Regions from separate parts of the Gossypium hirsutum genome. Here regions 2, 3 and 4 are each linked to region 1. The links are chromatin contacts, called in public Hi-C maps. All regions are on one chromosome and are shown on one strand. Each heading gives the region's core, a stretch centred on a gene start, on an enhancer-like site or on the middle of the called end of the contact. The rest is flanking DNA. Distances are from core to core; before and after follow the strand shown.

Evidence for each region. A called contact is a pair of places that touch in the nucleus more often than the background predicts.
Region 2: a contact with region 1 is called in a Hi-C map of leaf, with 2.9 times the contacts expected there. The contact joins the promoter of LOC107893669 here to the enhancer-like site in region 1. A contact is called at or near these places in 16 of 34 Hi-C or Micro-C datasets (callus, hypocotyl, leaf and 2 more).
Region 3: a Hi-C map of leaf shows a contact between it and region 1, with 2.5 times the contacts expected there. The contact joins the promoter of LOC107893926 here to the enhancer-like site in region 1. A contact is called at or near these places in 5 of 34 Hi-C or Micro-C datasets (leaf and petal).
Region 4: a Hi-C map of leaf shows a contact between it and region 1, with 6 times the contacts expected there. The contact joins the promoter of LOC107893670 here to the enhancer-like site in region 1. A contact is called at or near these places in 8 of 34 Hi-C or Micro-C datasets (hypocotyl, leaf and seedling).

Annotation. Positions count from the first base shown.
Region 1 is chrA13:32,409,089-32,411,788 of Gossypium_hirsutum_v2.1, reverse strand. It overlaps the pseudogene LOC107920674. Among protein-coding and RNA genes, the nearest start is that of LOC121213151, 22 kb to the right of the region's middle. Within about 2 kb of position 1,423, at least 6 of the 9 cell types and tissues checked have an H3K27ac peak or open chromatin away from gene starts, as enhancers often do. A contact at or near this core is called in leaf, where this site is marked.
Region 2 is chrA13:32,209,075-32,211,843 of Gossypium_hirsutum_v2.1, reverse strand. It overlaps LOC107893669, which reads right to left and starts at 1,330. Exons shown (of 1, transcript XM_016818726.2): 1 at 1-1,330. The coding sequence starts at 793.
Region 3 is chrA13:32,548,387-32,551,086 of Gossypium_hirsutum_v2.1, reverse strand. It overlaps LOC107893926 (probable inactive purple acid phosphatase 2), which reads left to right and starts at 1,324. Exons shown (of 2, transcript XM_016819072.2): 1 at 1,324-2,192. The coding sequence starts at 1,506.
Region 4 is chrA13:32,230,140-32,233,069 of Gossypium_hirsutum_v2.1, reverse strand. LOC107893670 (probable WRKY transcription factor 57) reads left to right here and starts at 1,367. Exons shown (of 5, transcript XR_005908121.1): 1 at 1,367-2,235.

The DNA of each region.
Region 1 (2,700 bases), core at 174-2,673:
ACCTAAGCTTAATTTCTATCAATTTCACACCTAATTTATCCAATTCTCAACAATGGTAACTTATCAAAATCTCACTAATTGAACAAATTGATATATGGGTTAGCTTAATCAAGCTCTCATGATAAAAAAATCTATAAAAATCAAAGAAAATGGCTAAAAACTTACTTGTAATGTTGACCAAATGTTACTTCGATTTTGAAGCTTTTCTTCTTAACATAACAATGGATGTGGACGGTGGCCTTTGGGAAGAATATGATGAATTTTGTCATCTTTTCCTACTAAGTTTTACTTATATACTTAGATTAATTTTAGTTAATCTTAATTAGTTTACTTAATCATGATTAATTAAACTCTAATCTTTAATTAACCTAAGCTAATGACAGTTAACATCATATCCCACTATCATCCATTTTGAATTGGTCAACTAGCCATTTTAGTCCTTAGGATAATTGCTATTTAAGTCTTCAAGTCTTTCCCTAATTAAAAATCTATAACGATTAATTTTTTACAATTTAATTCATGGGTCTGGCTACCTGGCTCGGTCTGAAGGCCCGCCCGAAATGTGAGAGGGTTTCGGTAAAAATATAGGCCCGAAAAATGGGCTTGGACAAAAAAATAAGGCTCGTTTAAAAAACGGGTCGGGCCTTGGGTAAGGTATTTTTGGCCCGAGCCCGGCCCCGCCCGAATTCACTAAATGACAAAAAAAAACTGCTCTTTTTTTGTTATTGAATGTTATTTTCTTGTTGTTTTCTCCTTATTTTGCTGCCATATTACTATTATGTTGCTACTATTTTGTTGTTATTGTTTGGATATTTTATAAAACTTATTTTATTATTAATTTTGTTATTATTTTAAAGGCATTTGTTAATTTTGTTATTATTTTAGATGTATTATATATATTTAAAAATTATATAAAATAATACAAAAATTAATACGGGCTGGCGGGTCAGGCTTGAGTTTTAGCATTTTTATTTGGGTTGGGCTTGGAAAAAATTTTAAGCCCATTTTTGGGCCCGGCCCAGCCCGAACCCAATGAATGAGCTTAAATTTTTAGTTGAGCCAAGTCCGAACCCGGCCCGACCCAACCCAACCCATGAGCATCTCTAGTCTTAATTAATCACATTTTTAACTAAATTTTTAAACACACATTATTGTAAAAATTTAAATCATTTAAATAAATAGGGTGAATAGGAATAGATTATGTGAGAAAATTTGGTAAAAGCTAAAAATTTTGGGGTTGGCTTGACTAGAATTTTCATAAAGTTTCTATTTAAAAGCATCACATTTTTTCATCTTTGCTGCAAAATATCTAATATCACGACAAGATGGCCTCTAATTAAGATGTCCCCCCCCCCCCTTCTTCTCCTACCCTTTCAACAGCCAAACATGCTTCAACTTCTCCCATGTGACCAAAATCTCCTGTTTTCCCCTCTTCCAACGGTCTTAATTTAATTTGCTCACTCCATCCTCCTTTAACAATTAACCTCCAACGCAATCTTTGATTTTTTTTATTTGCTCAGGAATATCTGGTTTGAAACATGCTATAATCTCCATTAATGGCATCATTATTACTTTTATCAAATGCTTTTGACTGCAAAAAAGATGTTAATGACACCCATTTCACTAACAAACAAGAGAGTTACTACAAATCTAAATAGCACTTCATTTAGCAAAATGGCATCCGTTAATTTCAATAAACACGATATAACTATATTGTTAATTTCCCTCGTTTATAACATGAGAAATTGAGATAATGATCATGATGATGATGAAGAAGCGCCAAATTGAAGATAAGACGACAAAAGCAACACTCTTTCTTTCACTCATTTTTTTTTTCAATATCATAGAAACATTCTTACTCTTTCTGAACTGAAGGGAAAGGTAGTGATTGGTGGAAACTGATAAAGAAAACCAGGAACAATGGCGTCTCTACCTTTCTCTGCAGCCAGTTTTCACTCCACCTTCACTTGTTTTAACTATAAAGCAAGGAACCCAAATTTATTCTTCCTAAAAAAAGGTTCAAGCTTTACTTTATCAAGGAGAAAATTCTTTATTAAAAGTGTTGCCAGTGACCAAAGGCAGGACCTCAAAGAAGAAGGTCAAATCACTGAAGAAGGTTACTTTCACTTTTTAATCACTTAATGCAATTTCATAGTATTTTTCTCTTTATAAACCTATTAGTAGGCAGTGAAGGGAAGGTTTTGAATAGTTTTGTAATGGGGGCTTGAAGGGTTTTGTACCCTAGATTACTTGGTTCAAGAATTCCTAATATATAATGCTAAAGTGGCTTTTAGGGTCCTCTTTTTTATCTTTGTTTTTCACTTCTTTCCACTAATGGATCTCAAAACCCCCTAATATGTTGATCATGGTGTTTTATTGATCTTTTTTTTTGGTCATTTGAATCATTAATGTGATATGTTGATCTGATTTGCAGCTTCTCTAGATACATTTGTTCCAGATTCTGCATCCATTGCATCAAGTATTAAATACCATTCTGAGTACACACCCTCATTTGCGCCGGACCATTTCGAGCTCCCCAAGGCGTTCAAAGCAACAGCCGAAAGCGTCCGAGATTCGCTTATTATAAACTGGAATGCTACATATGCTTACTATGAGAAAATCAATGTGAAGCAAGCATATTATCTTTCTATGGAGTATCTACAGGTTAATTTGGCCATAAATTTGTCCACTTTTTCCTGC
Region 2 (2,769 bases), core at 81-2,580, 200 kb after region 1:
AAGATTTCAGCTTGATGACTCCTTGTTTTTTCATCTTCAAAAGCTCACCACCATTGTTAGCATTCTTAACAGTAATCCTCAAATCTATGGAGGATGACTTAGCCTCCAGAACGACAGAGTTGTTGTCTGAAGAATCAGCAACTGAATTCAGCCCTTTCTTACAACCAGAATCCCTTGACAGCATCATTAAACACATAGCAACCTCTTCCTGTTCTTGTTCTTCAATCTCTGATACAGATGACGAACCATTTGCCAAAGAGACTGAATTATTAGAGTAAACACCTCCTATTTTGCACCTTATCCTCTTGGATCTCCTCCTCCTACTTGGAGTTGATATTTCAGTATCTGATTGACTATCCACAACCAGCTTCTGTTTCTCAGTGTTACCCCAATGATCCTCAAGTTTCTGAAAGACCCTTTCTTTGTCTGAGTGACAAGCCATGTGACCACAAAGAGCTTTCAATGATTGGAAACCCTTACCACATTCTTTACAAATCATCTCTTTGAGTACAGAACCATTGCCTAAATCAGAAAATCTCTTGCTTTTCTTGGGGTTCTCCCTTAGATCATAAGTTGCAGATTGGCCACCACCAGCTTCAGCCTCAGCAGCTCTCTTTATGTTCCTAGAACAGAAAAGCTGCTGGTTGTTTATGGAGATTTCAGCCTTTTCCTCTGCTTCACCAAGATTCTCAGTATTCATGTGAGTCCTTATGTGACCTCCTAAGGACTTCCCACATGGATACCCTTTGTTGCAAAACTTGCAAACAAACTTCTTTCCTTGATTTTGCTCCATTAAAAAATATTTTGATCACTTAAAAACTGAAAATACCCAGTGAACCAAACCGGAACCGTGACTCATTTCTTGCATTTCCTTTCATCCATCTTTGTTGTGAGAAACCAAGAACACAGATCAAGGAACAGAGAGAGAAAAAAAACAGATCACAAAAAAGTTGCTTGCTTTAGTTTCAGTGAAGATGATAAAAAAACGAGAATCAGCAGCTGAGATGTGACAGGTTCTCTGTTTCAAGTACAACAAAGAGATCCGACCCACAACAAAAAGAGACCCTTTTTAAAAATCCCATTTCTTTTGCTCATCTCAAAATTGTTTAAACCCAGAAAAAAAAATCAAACATTTTATAAAGAAGGGTCGCTAATGATGGCGATGAAGAGGCTTACAAGAGGAACAAAAGAAATAAAATAAAATACCCCAAGACTGTTTCTGTTTCTCTCTCTCTAGATACCCTTTTGGTGTGTGTGTGTGTGTGTGTTGTAGTTGGAGGAGAATTCCATGCATGGTAGCAAAAGGATTTAAAAGGGAAGAAAAAGAGAGAGAGAGCACGTGTATTGAAGTGAGAAGCATCAGGTAAAAGGGAGGATTGAACGGTCAAGATTTTTTTAAGGATCCCAATGAGTGAGGAGTTTTTCTTATGGCTACAACATCCAAACGATGCCTTAACTTTGTCTTGCTTGTTGTAAAGCTCACTCACACAAAAGGGGCAGAATCTCCAACCATTGTTTGCTTTTCAGTTTCTTCCCTTACCCTCCACTATAACACATACATACATTTCATTGTACAATATGCCAACATGTTACATTGTGGTTGGGCCCCCTTTTCTTCTTCTTTTTCCTTTTTTTTTTAAGAAATTTCATCCCCTATTCATAATATGGTTCAAATTTATCCATTAGTTTAGGCATTAAGTCCTCCTCAATTTTCTCACTCCTCTTTTTTTAATTATTTGCACTTGAAGTCCTCAAACTATGACTCAAACTCTAAATTAATTTTCAAACATCAAAACGTTCTAATTGAGTTTTTAAAGTACTAGTATCATATCAATCAAGTTTTTCATTTGCCTAGCCATTAAGTGTCAACTCAAATCTGACTTAAATCATATTTAAAACACATGAATTTTATTCTAAACATATGTATACATATTGCATAAGCAACTTGGACCCAAGCTATATCATATGACTCTAAGTTTTCCATGAATCTTATTAACGCTATCTTTTTTTTAACACATTAGATTCAAACTGTTCATACAACAAGTCACAAATATTTATAACTTGATTCATATATTTTAAATATACTTTACATCATATTCAATGTGGCATGCAATGCTTAAATTGACAATTAGTCTAGCAGAATGATCTCATTAATATAATATTGGTTCTTGATTTGCCATAATACCATGTAGCAGATTAAACTAGTTTTCGTACTTAAAGAGCTTGAATACAAGCATTTTTATTATGTTTTAGTTAAGTTTTCCATATTTGGTTTGAATTTAATAAAACATGTATTTTGAGTTTTTTTATGACCTTAAGGGTCGAATGAGGCCTAAAGGTGAGCTAATGTATGTACTTAGTGAGTGTGCAGGACACCATTCAAAGGCATAGAAACTTAAGGCTGGTTGTTGTGTTGCAACACGAGAAGTTCAATGTCGCAACATAGGGATCAAAATACAAGAATTTCAAGTTTGCCTTTGATGTCGCAACATAGCCATAGGATGTCATGACATACCCTTGTAGCAAAACCTGAACCAGGCATACTGCCTTCAATATCACGACACGGCACTAGGGTGTCACGACACCGGCCCTGTATGGGAACAGTTACGAGTGAGGGGCGCTTTGGTCCACATAATGGAAATTAACACGAAAACATTAGCTAACCTAGGGTTGAAGACGATGGTCAACCCTAACTCTATAAATAGGCTCTTCAAACACTTGTTGAGGACATATTTTCATATTCTAAGTTTTTCTCTATAATTTTAGTTT
Region 3 (2,700 bases), core at 75-2,574, 140 kb before region 1:
TAGAACATTAATTTAGTTGAAACATGACTAAAAGTCTATTGTTTTTATAAAATAACAAATATTGATATAATAGTGTTTTTTACTTTTATATATATTTTTATAAAATATTACTATGGTAAGATTTAAACTTAAAATACCATAATATTTAATGTTTTAATTTCACTATTTTAACTAAAGACTTATCTACAAATATATTTCTTACAGAATTTTTCATTTAATTCGTGAGGATTTCATAATTTAATGTTGTATTGTCAATTAATTCATAACTTGATTGACATTGATATTGATATTAATGCTAAGTTTAAGTGTGCTGATTAATAATGATTTTTGAATCAAACGGTTCAAAGACCATCTTCTAATTGGTAACCCCAATTAATTCTTGATTCAACAGATCTGATTTGGTTCAAATAACATTAAACTAATGTCATCGTATAACAGGAAGAAAAAAAATCACCCTGCCACTTTAACAATAACAACAACTAAACAGTGTCATAAATTGTACATACTAATAACAAAATTAAATAGATGTAGCATTAATACATGTAAGATTGAAAGAACATAATTGATCTATTAAAACGGACTTTTTGTTATATTATATACCTGCTTCAAAGTTGACACCTTCATATCTCGACTTTCACTTCTACTCTCATATTCTACAGGTTCCTTCCTTCTCTCAATCCTCATTTATCAAAATTTCAAAATTTTATATATCTTGCTTTCACTTTAAAATTATATTTAAAAATAGTATGTTATTTTTAAATTAAAAAAATTTAAGTACCATTATTTTAATATATGAAAATTTAAAATTATAAAAAAATTGAAATAAACTTATTTCTTAGGAATTTTGATTGAGTTTAAATCCTGAAATCATTATTGCTGAATAGGCTTCATCTAAATATCACTCTCGACTTGAATAGGACTAGACTCAATCAAATTATAAAATGAACAAAAAGTTTTAAAATTCCTTTTAAACCTACAAACTAGTTTTAATATTGATACTCTCTTTTCAATAATACAGAATTATAGATTTATAATTCTAATTCTCAAGTTTTTAATATTTAAAAAGATAATATATTATGTCTTAAAAAATATTCAACACTCACTTTCTAAATTTTTAAAAGATAATTAGCATACTAAAATAATAAATTTAAATATTTTAAACAATACAATTTTAAATTTTAAAAATAACATAATATTTTTAAATATAAATGGACTAAATTGAAAATTTGATAAACTTTTAGAGACCAATTATGATATTATTACATGTTTTTTATTTTTTATATGAGTATATGGACAAATGTTTATTTTGCTAAATAATTGAAAAGTCATCCACTTTTGCTAAATATATAAAAATGGCACTCAATTATAATCTTCCTCAAAAAGAAATATGCCTAATCCTTTATTCAAAGCCCATACATTTCTCTATTTCCCAAAAAAAAAAGGCCCATACTTGTTTCTTTCGCTTTTATTGCAATCCTCAACTTGATTAACTTCCGTTATCCGCCATGAATATGATCTTGCTTTTCTTCTTCCTTCCTTTAATCTCTCAAGTCCGACCCGAACCCATCCTCACCGTCAACCCCAAAACTCTTTCTAAATCGGGTAATTCGGTTCACATCCAATGGTCCGGCATCGAGTCACCGTCCAAGCTCGACTGGCTCGGTCTCTACTCGCCCCCCGACTCACCCCACGACAACTTCATCGGTTACAAGTTCCTTTCATCTTCTTCCTCAACTTGGGAATCTGGAGCGGGCTCCATTTCTCTCCCCCTCACCTCCCTCCGCTCTAACTACTCCTTCCGGATCTTCCGCTGGACCGAATCCGAGGTCAACCCGGAAATCCACGACCAGGATCATAATCCCCTCCCGGGCACGAAGCACTTGTTGGCGGAATCCGAGACGGTGGGTTTCGAATTGGGTCGTGGGCCGGGGCAGATCCACTTGTCGTTGACCGGTCGGGAAAGGGAGATGCGGGTGATGTTCGTTGCGGAGGACCCGGAGGAGAGGCAGGTGAGGTACGGAGAGAAGGAAGGAGAGTGGGAAGGTGACGTAGCGGTGGCACGTGTGGGGAGGTACGAGAGGGAAGACATGTGTCACGCGCCGGCCAATGAGAGCGTTGGTTGGAGAGATCCTGGTTGGATATTTGACGCTGTCATGTCGGGTTTAAAGGGTGGGGTGAAATACTATTATCAGGTAATTAAATGCTAAATTTGGAGATGTTTTGAACTACATTTTGTTCCAACTAAAAAACGCCTTCTTCATTCAAATGGTTGTGCTACAATGCTGAGCTCCTTGTCTTGAATTACAATTTCCTTTTTATCATGTTACATCTATAACCATAATAATATTTGAAGTAGATATGCTTTATGCTTATTGTTGTTATAGATGAAGGATAAAATAAAACATAAGAATTTAGTTTTCTGACAAGCATGACATTTATAATAAATGTTGTTATAGAAAGAGCTTAGTCCTGATGAAGGAGAGGGTGGGCCTAGGTTCGAAGTTTGAATCTTTGATCTAGTGCTATGGTCATGGGACCATTGGCCTGCAGCATATTGTGTATCTGCTCAAAGTGTTTTTTTTTTTTTTGATAAGCTGTGTAGTGCACACACTTATGTATTTAAAGATTCTCTTTTCCTTTTCAATGTGGACTCGGGTAGTTATTAGTGGCTCTAATACCACTTGTCACGGAGCTATTGCT
Region 4 (2,930 bases), core at 118-2,617, 180 kb after region 1:
TATCCATAATTACATAAATTTATCCTCAATTTTAAATATTTACACTTTAGTCCCTATGTTAAAAATTAACAATTAAACCTTACAAATTAGTCCTTTTTCATATCTAAGCTTAAAATCTAACCAAATAACACCAATAACTTCAAGCATTCATCAATGGAAATATTTTGAAACTTTGGCAATTTCGAAAAATAAAATACAGATTAACTAAATCAAACTACCACAACCTTGAAAACATAAAAATTACAAGAAATGAACTTGTATACTTACCTATTTTGAAGGACTGAAGTTCAAACTCAAAACCCCAATTTTTCCTTCTTGTTTTCGTGGAGAAGGAAAAGGAAGAAATAATGTGTTTCCTTTTCTTTTGGTAAATATAATGTGTTTTCTTTTTAATTTTTACTTATATGTCTAGTTTTATATTTAATTAATCTAATTGGATTTAATAAATCTTAAGTAATCAATTAAGCGGGTGACAAACAACGTCCACTACCGTTTGACATTACTGGAAGGGTCCAATTCCTCAATCGGTCCTTCAATTAATTATAATTTCATAGTAATTAAATTTTATCTCTTTTACAATTTAGTATTTGTACCTTAATTAGTTACTAATTCGAAAAAATTATTTATTCAAAATTCAATTCACCTATATAATAAGTCCGTAAATATTTACATGCTTGGTTTGCAGAAATGAGGTCGTGATACCTCTTTTTTCTACACCACTAACTTTAGGGTCATTGCATCTGTACTTTAATTAATTATCAATTCAATAGAATTTCTAAACCAAAATTCAATATAATTCAAAATAAACTAGTAAATATTATTATCACTCATTGGAAATGGGGTTCTGAAACTACCATTTTTCAACACCATTGAAAATTGGGTTATTACATCAGTGACTTAAATGAAAAGTTTAGAATATTTCAACGATCATTTTGTAAATTTTTGAAATTGAGTGACTAAAACATAAACTTACTAATAGTTTAGTGAACTTAAATGTAATTTACCCTAAAATAATTGATTAGGACTTTTGAGTATCAGGTTTGTGAAAATTATTTTCGATAGTTGAGTTTAATTAATTAATTTAAATTTGAATTAAAATTATTTTATCCTAAAATGATTAATTCTCATTAAAATAATTGATATAGTTACTTGCAACTTCAAAAATAAAATAAATTAACATTCAACATCTATTGAATGGAATAAACTGGATGTCCTTCAAAAAAAAATATCCCACGAATATCATGTATAGATAAAATAATATTGAGAAAGTTTATTTTTATTTTATTTAAAATTAGAATTAATTCAAATTTAAATAAAATTCAAGGTATATCTCAAATACCCGAACGCTTGAGGAAAAAATTAACATTAAAAAAAGCATTGCCAAGAGAGGGAAAAAAACATGCTTATGTCGGAAAGTATCTCTTTCTATTTTTCTCTTCATTCATGCGCGTGGGCCCACGCACACCCGCTTCCCTTGCTCTTCATCTTCTTTCACCTCCTTTGCTTAAATATCAAACTCCCGTCACTATTTTCAGTTGACGCCGATTTTTCTGAACTTATCTTTTGTCTATTCTCCCCCAATCTCTCTTACTCGCGCGTACTTTTCAGTTTCCTTTTTTTTCTTTTTCTTTTTCTTTTTCTGTTTGGACGACGGGAAAAAAAAACTAGCCAAAAACCCTAGCTCTCTCTCCTTCATTCCTTTTTTTTGTTTTATTTTCTCTCTACGTTTTCTTTTAGATTTCATTTGGACGTGCTTTGAATCCTGTTATTTTCTTTGTATGTTCTATTCTTTTTTTGGATGAAGGTTTAGAGGATGGAAGATAAAGAGGGGCTTGATCCAGCTGGGACTGAGTTTAAATCCGATTCGAGCTCGAGCTGGACACTTGCTGGACCTGACTCAGTCTCCGATAGCATCAATTACTTCTTCGATAGGGAAAGCAGTATACTGAGTGAGTTTGGTTGGAATATTCTACAACCGGACCATGCCGATGAGATTGAAAGGTTCGGTGAACTAGACCGAACCGACGCCAGTCGTGGTTTGGCGGGAAATTGTAGCGGCTCGCAATCGCAAAGCTGTGGTGCAGCTGGTGGCGTTGGTGATTCGTGTTCAGGGGCAGCGTCGAATCCGGTCGGGTCAGCTGAAGTGCCGACATCGAATCCGTCAGTGTCGTCGAGCTCCAGCGAGGATCCGCCGGAGAAATCTACGGGCTTCGGCGGGAAACCGCCTGAGATACCGTGAGTACTAGTGAACCAATGATGAAAGTTAAAAAATAATTTTAAAAACCTTTATCTTTTGTTGTTTTGTGCTACTTTATGAGACTGAGTTGTAATTAAGTACGATTTCGGTGGGCAAAAATGACAGATGGTAATAAAAGCCACCGTATCAAAAGTCATGCAAATTTCGGTGTCCGTACAGCGAAACTGTATAAAAAAAATATAACAACCTTGTTTCATGCAAGTTGGGGAAGAAGGGTTGAGGCAGTTTCGTAAATTTAGGGAAATAATTGGTCCAATTAAGGCAAATAGAGAGGGCGAAAAATAACAGCGACTTTTTGCCTATTAACGAAGTGGCCTTCAACACCGCCGTTATTGCGGCGGGAATGGCGTGCTTTGCTTTGAGAAATCTTTTTTTTTTTTAGGTAAAAAGCGGAAGTATAGCTGGGAAAATCCTCTTTAATCTTAGATACTGCAAATTAGAATAATTTAGGAACATGTTCCTTTTTTTGGTATGAAGTCTGTCTTTTGTTCTGAATTCATCCCCTCTCTCAAGCAATATATACCGAGATGTGTTTTCATTGTTTCAGGAATCGGGAAATGCGGTTTATAGTTTTACTTACTGCCTGTTTTTTAAATGCATTCTTGAAAAAGAAATAGAAAAACTATAACTTTATTTATTGACATTTAGTAGCATTTAGATTCATAAAATGTTC